Regions from separate parts of the Mus musculus genome. Here region 2 is linked to region 1. Evidence: chromatin contacts called from public promoter capture Hi-C data. All regions are on one chromosome and are shown on one strand. The core of a region is the stretch at or near the end of the contact, and the rest is flanking DNA. Distances in the headings are between cores, read along the strand shown.

The links. Capture Hi-C pulls out chosen DNA fragments and counts their contacts.
Region 2: a promoter capture Hi-C map of adipose tissue shows a contact between it and region 1. A contact is called at or near these places in 2 of 39 promoter capture datasets (the 3T3-L1 cell line and the C10 cell line) and 1 of 9 other capture datasets (adipose tissue).

Annotation. Positions count from the first base shown.
Region 1 is chr19:6,347,819-6,351,985 of GRCm38.p6, reverse strand. Map4k2 (mitogen-activated protein kinase kinase kinase kinase 2) reads right to left here. Exons shown (of 32, transcript NM_009006.3): 25 at 748-806; 26 at 568-671; 27 at 312-489. Among named protein-coding and RNA genes, the nearest start is that of Mir6989, 3.4 kb to the right of the region's middle.
Region 2 is chr19:6,666,941-6,671,107 of GRCm38.p6, reverse strand. No RefSeq gene overlaps it. Among named protein-coding and RNA genes, the nearest start is that of Gm32245, 100 kb to the right of the region's middle.

The sequences.
Region 1 (4,167 bases), core at 1,231-3,730:
GCCCTGGCTGTCCTGGAACTCACTTTGTAGACCAGGCTGGCTGCCAAGTGCTCATACCACCACTTTTTTTTTTTTTTTTTTTTTTTTTTTTAAGCTTTGGATTGTTATGTTACCGAGGCTGGCATCTATTCGTGGGTTCACGCCATCCTCCTGCTTCAGCCTCAAAAGAGGGATCACAGGCCTGTGCCACTGTGCCCAGGCTAGTCCATGAAATCTTTCATGGAAGCCAGATGAAAGAGGCAGGACTGAAGGGCCTCTAGCCCCCCCCTCTGACCTTCTCAAGCATCCCCTCCTGCAGCTCTGCTGCTCACCAGGAGGGATGAGGATGTCTGGAGTCAGGCCAGCTTCCAGGGGCAAGACATGGAACAGGACTCGACAGCCGGGTCCCTCGGGTCCCTCGGCGCCCACACACACCTGTGGCAGCTCCTTCCCATCTAGCACCAGCGGCTCCAGCATCCCCGCTGGGCTGGGCAAGGGACTGGAAAAGTTCTGGAGGACAGCAGAGAGGCTTGGCTGTTTCTTCTGCTGGCTTCCCGCCTCCCTCCCGAGGGTCCTCTGGTCTCTTACCTTCAGCAGCAGGAATTTCTGCAGTGGCTCATACCATTGCAGCAGAAGCAGGCTGGCAGGCAGGGCGGCCAGCAGGAACGTACTGCCGGTATAGGGGTTTCGAACTGCAGGGAGGAGGAGGTGGTGGGCAGGGGCTCAGCCTCACAGCACCCCTCCCAGCCCCATACAGTCAGCTCTTACCCACACGGCACTGCAAGCAGCCTTTGGTGTCAGGAATCTTGGTGGACAGGGCAAAGCGCCTGTAGGGGTCAAGATCAGCATATGTTCTGGGAGCCATCCATGGGCAAGGCACCCACTAAACCCTGTGACGTAGTCACTGTCATTTTCCTGGCTTTATGGATGAGACCCTAGACTCAGGGAGGCTCAGCAGTGTGCCGGCCTGCAAGAGCTGTAAGGAACTGAGGCTCTGTGGGCATCTTGGGCTCCTCAGCCTGGGCACTTATGGGGGCTGGGGGGAGGTTGTTCTTTTGTTTTGGGTTTCACTTTTTAAAGTTTATTTTTGTGTATGTGAATGTTTGCTTGCATGCATGCATGCATGTATGTGTATGCATGTATGTAATGTGCACTAATTTTATGTTTGCAAAGGTGAGACTGCACCAGATTCCCTGTTAAAGGTGTCTGTGAGTTATCATGTGGACGATGGAAACTGAATCCAGGGCCTCTGGAAGAGTAGGAAGGGAGGAGGGATGGCTCCTAACCACTGAGTCATCCTTCCAGTCCACTTTTGTGTTTAAGTTTTTGGAGAAAAGCAAGGTTCATGTCATCCAAGCTGCTCTCAAACTTCTGATCATGCTGAATCCTCCCAGGCGCTGACCTTCGAAGCCTGAGCCACCAGATCCAGCACCACCACACACCTTTTTTCTTTATTCTTTTTTACCTTTCCTTGGGCTGACTGGATCGCTCCTTAGGTACAGCTATCTACTACCGTCAGACTTACAACCTGAACTCAATTCCTGGGCTCCGTGTGCTATACCCAGGAAAATTACTCCTGTACGGTCGGTGTCTTCTGACCTCCACTTGTATACTGTAGTAGATGGGGTATTACCCGCCCCCCCCCAATAATGCCTTTAATCCAGCACTTGGGTGGCATAGTCAGGAGAATCTCTGTGAGTTTAAGGTCAGCCTGGTCTACATAGTGAGCTCTAGGACAGCCAGGGCTAGACAGAGAGACCTTGTCTTGAACAAACAAACAAAACTACTCCTCTTCCTCCTAATGATACTAAATTTAAAACAATTGTAAATAAAGCATTTCTTTACACCGACTGGTTGACTGCGAAGATACACATCATGTCACACATGTAAAGATTCAGAAGACAGCTTGTCGGAGCTGGTCCCCCTTCCATCACGTGGGTCCCTGAGATTGTAAGCTGCTGTACCTGCCCTCATGTAGTTTTGACACAGAAGTCTTCCTCCGTAGCCCAGGTTAGCCTGGGGTTTGTAGCATAGTCCATAGTCTCCTGCCATAGTCTCCCATGTGCTAGGGTTCCTGGTAAAAGCCACCACTCTAGGTTCTGTGTAGTTTTAACAAGTCACCCGACCTCTCGACCTGTCTGCTCGCTGGCAGACAGTGTGGAGACCAGAAGCCGAGGCAGGTCCCAGCTTGAGTATGTTCAGTCCCTTTCAAAGACGGACAAACAGGCCCTGGCAGCTGGAAAGACTTCAAATAGCAAATGGCCTGCCTTCTGCACCTAGGTGGGGCTCTGACCCTGTGAGGCAGGTGAATGGCTGTCTTATGGGGAGTCCCCCATGCCCTCAGGGGACTGACCACTCGAGCCTCTTTCTTCATCTGAGGAACTGGGCTGTTAACACTGCAATCTCCTCCTTTCAGCGACTCAGGTTCTGTTTGTGCCCCTGCCAGAATGAGCCCCCGGGAGGAAGCCGGTGTCTGCCCCGCCTCCGGTGCTGCCCTCTGCCCTCCCTCTTCCTCCCACTCTATCCCCAGCTAGCATCTGGCTAGGCCTCGGGCAGTCTGGTGCTGATACTTTTGCATCTGGTGTTTCCTCTAAAAGAAAAACTCCATGATTTCCTCTTCTTCATGTTCAAAGTCTGGCAAGCCCTCTGCCGAAAGGGTCAGAACAGAGGCTCAGGAAGCCCAGGGGGCACAGGGCACCAATACAGGCTTGGTGTGAGCGCTGTAGATAAGGCTGTTCTCCATTCTCCCCAGTGCTGCTGGCCCCATGAACCAGGTCACACTAATGTTAGAGCCGCTTCCTGGCCCACGCTTCTGGGCGCTCCAGCTCTCTCAGCTGGACTAGGAAGGTCCCACTCAGAGAATCGGCATCTTTGGAAATGTGACTTTTCAGATGGGTCTCATACTATAGCATCAAACTTCCAGTAATCCTCCAGCCTCAACTGCTTGAATGCTGAGATGACAGGCATTTAATTTACTTAATGTGGCAAAACCAATTTCAGAGCAGACTCCTCCGTCACTCACAGCTGGTGACAGCTCCATCCTTCCTTCAACCTAGGTCAAAAGCTTCGCCCTCAGCCCCCACCCCCTTTCCCTCTCAATCATCACCAGGAAACCCTGCTGGCTCCACTTGTAAAACAGCAGAACCAGACCATCTCTCACTTCCTTCACTCTTACTGCAGCCCGCACGCCCGCTGCAGCCCGCACCCCCGCTGCTGGCCACCCGCAGAAGAGAGCCCATGAAGACCTCAGTGCCAATCACACCTCACCAGCGGCCTCTCTGAGGAGGCAGACTTGCGTCTGTCCTAAGGACCCTTGTGTTCGCCTGTCGTCTCTTCTCCTGAGCCTTCCCTACAGATTTCTAGCTTCTTTGGAAAATTACATTTATTGGGGCTGGAAAAAGGCTTAGCGGATAAGAGCACTGGCTGCCCTTCCAGAGGACCTGGATTCAATTCCCAGCGCCCACATGTCATCTCAAAACTGTCTGTCACTCCAGTCCCAGAGGATCTGACCTAGACCCTCACACCAATGCACATAAAGTAATTTTTACATGGTTTTTTTTTTGTTTTTTGTTTTTTTTGTTTTTCGAGACAGGGTTTCTCTGTGTAGCCCTGGCTGTGCTGAAACTCACTCTGTAGACCAGGCAGGCCCCGAACTTAGAAATCCGCCTGCCTCTGCCTTCCGTACAATTTTTTTCTTTGCACACAAGTGTGTATACATATCAAGGTGCACACGTGGAAGCCAGCGAATAGCCTGCAGCAACTGACTGGCTCTTTTCACCACTGAGCAATCTGGCCAGCCCCACACTCCTCTAAGTCCTAGTTATTCCTACAGTGCTGGGGACTAAACCCAGAGCCTCATACATGCTAGGCAAGCCACCTCACCTCACCTCACCTCACCTCACCTCACCTCACCTCACCTCACCTCACCTCACCTCATCAGTACGCTACAGCCTCAGCCCTGTCCTCCGTCTTGGCTCAAATAGCACTTTCTCACTGAAGGCTTTCAAAACAGCCATTTAAAGTCTTCTTCCTCAGCCCGCTCTTCTCCATGGTGTTTGTTCTGAGCCATCACTGCCAAAGAGCCTCATTTTTCTAGGTCTACCATCTACCTCCTTTACACACACACACACACACACCAGCTGCATAATTACATGCTAAATTGCTGCAGCCTAGCACCGCGTGTCAGTG
Region 2 (4,167 bases), core at 1,123-3,622, 320 kb before region 1:
GGGTTGCCACCCTCGAGGGGGCAGGTTAAAGGAGCCTTTTACAGGGGTTATAGCAAAGCTACAGTTATGGAGTAGCAACAAGAATAATTATATGGTTTGGGGGTCACCACAGCACGAGGAACTACTGTATTAAAGGGTCATAGGCTTAGGAAGGTTGAGAACCACTGGCCTGGACTAAGTGTGTTTTCTGTCTTCTATCTTGAAGGATGCTGTTTAGCACAGACAAGTGTCTTTACTGCCATGTGTGGTAGCAGGTAGAGTCACCCCTGGGACTGTGGCTCCCCAGCTCTCTCCAGTGGCGTCCTGCTGGGAGCCACTGGAAACCAGCCATTTGGGAGCATTCAAACCATGCGTGCCTGCACACCATGAGCACCGCACATCAGAGCTTCCTTCCCTCCTAGAACAGCACACCAGCCCAGCCCTGGCCCCTCCCACTGACTGAGAGGCCACCCTATGAGGACCAGAGTGGACAGAGGAGTAAATGACGCTGATGCCTAGGGAGACAGAGTGAACAACGGCAAGAGTGCAGCACAGGTGTGGCGACTCACACCTGCAATCCCAGAACTCTGGAGCTTGAGGCAGGAGGGGCGGAGTTTTAAGGTCATCCTCATTTGCATAGCAAAATGGGACCAGCTTGCTTATGTGAAACCGTGGAGTATGTGTGTTGTGTGTGTGTGTGTGTGTGTGTGCGTGTGTGTGTTTATTTGCAGGCTTGCTTTTGAGGCTAGCTTAGGCTTGTGGTCATTCTCCTGCTCCAGCTTCATGAGGTTGGAGTTAGTGGCTAAGAGCTATGTAGCCTTGCTTATGCCGAATCTCCCTGCTTTTTAGTTCTATCTTCCCATTTTCTGGGGAGCATAAACGGTAAACGGTACAGCTTGGCAGAAGGGGTGGAGTATCAGAAGCGTTCACGTTGGTAAGGGCCTTCCATCCCCTGCCCTTGTAGACTGTGAGGGCTTACGTTTGTCACAGAGCAAAGCTCTCTAGTTTGTGTTACTGGTAAGTCCTTCCTCCTCGCCCCTTCCTTCCATGGAACCAGCTTGCAAGAGAGCTGCTATTTCTGTCTCAGTCAGGAAGCTGAGGGCTCAGCCACCACCACCCCAGATGCTGGCCCAGGCACTAACCCTGCTGCATGCAGGTGTCATGACAGCCATTTTCTCATGTGCTTGCTCTCGGGCTACACCCCACCCACCGTGATGCACTCCTGAGGATGCTCAATGCTGCACCTTGACCTTGTTTAAACTTCCAATTCTTTCCTGGTAGGATGAATATATGAAAATATATAAGTATATTTAGGATGAATATACTAAAACAGACTCATATTTATTTTGTGTACGTGCACCATGGGGTCAGAAGACCACTTTGGGAGTCAGTTCTCTCCTTTCACCATGGAGGTCTGAGGTTTGAACTCAGGTCATCAAGCTTGGTTGCAGGTCCCTTTACCCACTAAGCCATATTGCTGCTCCCAGGATAACATCAAACCCCTGATGTATTTCTCAGCACCTCTGTCTACACCACCTCAAGAGAAAAAAGCGTGGGGACACATTCACCTCCCCTCTCTCACCCTCTGCCCCTTGACATCGTTGTGTATCTACTGCGCCATCCGTTCGTTCCCAGGACCCTGAAGGACCCCCTGCGTTTTGAGCATCTCCTGTAACATCTCAGGGGTGCTATTCTCCCTGCAGCGTAACTGTGCCCCTGCTTTGTCACCACACTGTGGCTGGGTCTTGCTCTCCCCACCTTAAGCTCTTTTCAGTGTTCCACTTGGGTCTGATTTTGAACTTGTAAATGTTTTCTGCTCTGTTTCCCTTCTGGATCTGCTGCTCTCTAACTCCCTCCCTGTTCCCTTCCAAGGTTGCAAATACGCAAATAAGATAGGCAGCTCCAGGGCCAGGTGCTTCAACCTCCAAGCTCTGCAGACTTGTCTCACCCGGGTCTCCACTGCCCATCCAGCCCTAGGCTACACGTGTTCTTTCTTTGTATCCTTCCATCCTTGCCTGGGGCCTTTTAAGATCCCCAGACTCCTGCTGTTCTTCTGAGCTAGTATTTCTTTTGCGTGCACACTCCTGGAATTACAGGCTGAGCATGCCCACTCCCTTCTTTTCTATGTGGGTTTGAACTCATACTTGTGTGACAAGCACTTACCCACTGATCTGTTCCCAGCCCCCACTCTAGGGTTTCCTAAGTTACTGTATCTCTCCTCACTCATTCTTCTCTCCCTTTAGAAACTGGCCTGCTCCCAAGGTTGGTCCTGGCAGATCCAGCCTCGAGTCTCTGTTGAAGTTTGCCCTTCTCTCTCGTCTTGCTCTCCACTCCATTTCCTCTTTCCAAATGCAGATTTCAGAGTAGCCACTGTCTCTTCACTTCCTCTATTGAGTTTGAAATTCTGGAATGTGTGTTTTGAGTTCCCCAAAGCCTTTCTGTGGGCTGTGTGTGTCCTCCATCAGAGAGGCCTCTGTCCTCACACTAAGAGCAAGGGACCCTGGTCCCCTGGATTGTTGCTTTTCTTCCCCTGAACAGTGACAAGAATCTCATGGTTAGTTCACTCTGTAGCTATCAGAAGACAAGGGCTGGTGGCATCCTGTCTGGCCAGACTGGGGACCCTTCACAGAGATGCCCGGGAGGGCAGTTCATACTCTTGCAGCTGGCTTTTGGCCAAAGCTATACAAACTCCAGAGAGGGGCTGACCCGCTAGCACCCATGTCAACTGTGAAGACATTGGTACAAAGGAACTGTCTGGTGACAGCAATGAAAATCCTTACTCTCAGAGTGTAAGAGTTGGATGAGTCCTCTGCATGGAAGGAAGGGACCAATGGGGCCTTGTTGCCAGGCAGTGCTCAGTTCTTGCTTTAATTACACTCATTTTCTTCCCTATGGCATGACTGAAAGACATTTCCCAGCTCTCTCTGCAGCTGAGAGGGTCATGTGACCATGGGGCCTGATCTGACCAGGTGCCACTCACGCTGCTTTTCTGGTCGTAGCGATTCAGGCCTCATTTGAGGGTGGCAGAGCTCCAGGATGGAAGGACCTGGGCCTGCCGATGAGATGGAGCACCTCAGGCTGGACACCAACCAGAATGTCTATGTTGGGCTTGCTAGGATAGCCTGTGTTAAGCTATAGAGATCTGGGGTGTGTTTGTTACAGCAGCTGACCTATGCTGACTAGCACTGTGTTAAGCTATAGAGGTCTGGGGTGTGTTTGTTACAGCAGCTGACCTATGCTGACTAGCACTGTGTTAAGCTATAGAGGTCTGGGGTGTGTTTGTTACAGCAGCTGACCTATGCTGACTAGCACTGTGTTAAGCTATAGAGGTCTGGGGTGTGTTTGTTACAGCAGCTGACCTATGCTGACTAGCACTGTGTTAAGCTATAGAGGTCTGGGGTGTGTTTGTTACAGCAGCTGACCTATGCTGACTAGCACTGTGTTAAGCTATAGAGGTCTGGGGTGTGTTTGTTACAGCAGCTGACCTATGCTGACTAGCACAGACACGCTTCCTGGAGTGCCTTCTCCCATCCTACCTTTCCCCTTCTCTTCCCATCCCCCCAGCTCATTGGCTGGATTGCATCTTTGCCAAGTCTGTGCAAGTGGGTTTGATACCTAAACAGTGTCAAGGTTCTGCTAGCAACGAAGAAGGTGGGCGTTGATTTGGGGAGGCATCCGCCAACAGCGGCTAGTGTTAGTGAGGGGACACAGTTCTTTGTTGTTGTGGTTTTTGTCTTTTTTTTTTTTTTAATGTTTATTGTTACCTCCACACACTGTGACCTGCTGACCCATCTTGCTGACCCTGATCTTAGACTCTTGCGATGCCAAATGGAGCACCGTTTCGTTGATTTGTCTTTTCAGATATGCTTAGAGCTTCTGTGTACAAAATTATAAAAACCACAGGGCAGCAAGATGGCTCATCCAGTAAAGATGCCAGCCTCCAAGCCCAACGACCCCAGTTTGATCCCTGGGACCCACATAGTAGTGAGAGCTGACTCCTGAGGGTTGCTTCTGATTTCCGCATGTGTACTGTGGAGGGTCCCGGGGTGGTCCCTGCAGCTGGAGTTACAGGCAGTTGTGAGCTGCTCGGCATGGGTGTTAGCAGCTGACCTCAGGTCTCCTGGAAGAGCAGTGCGTGCTCTCAACTGCTGGGCCATCTCTCCAGCCCCAGGTTGGTCTGGTATTCAC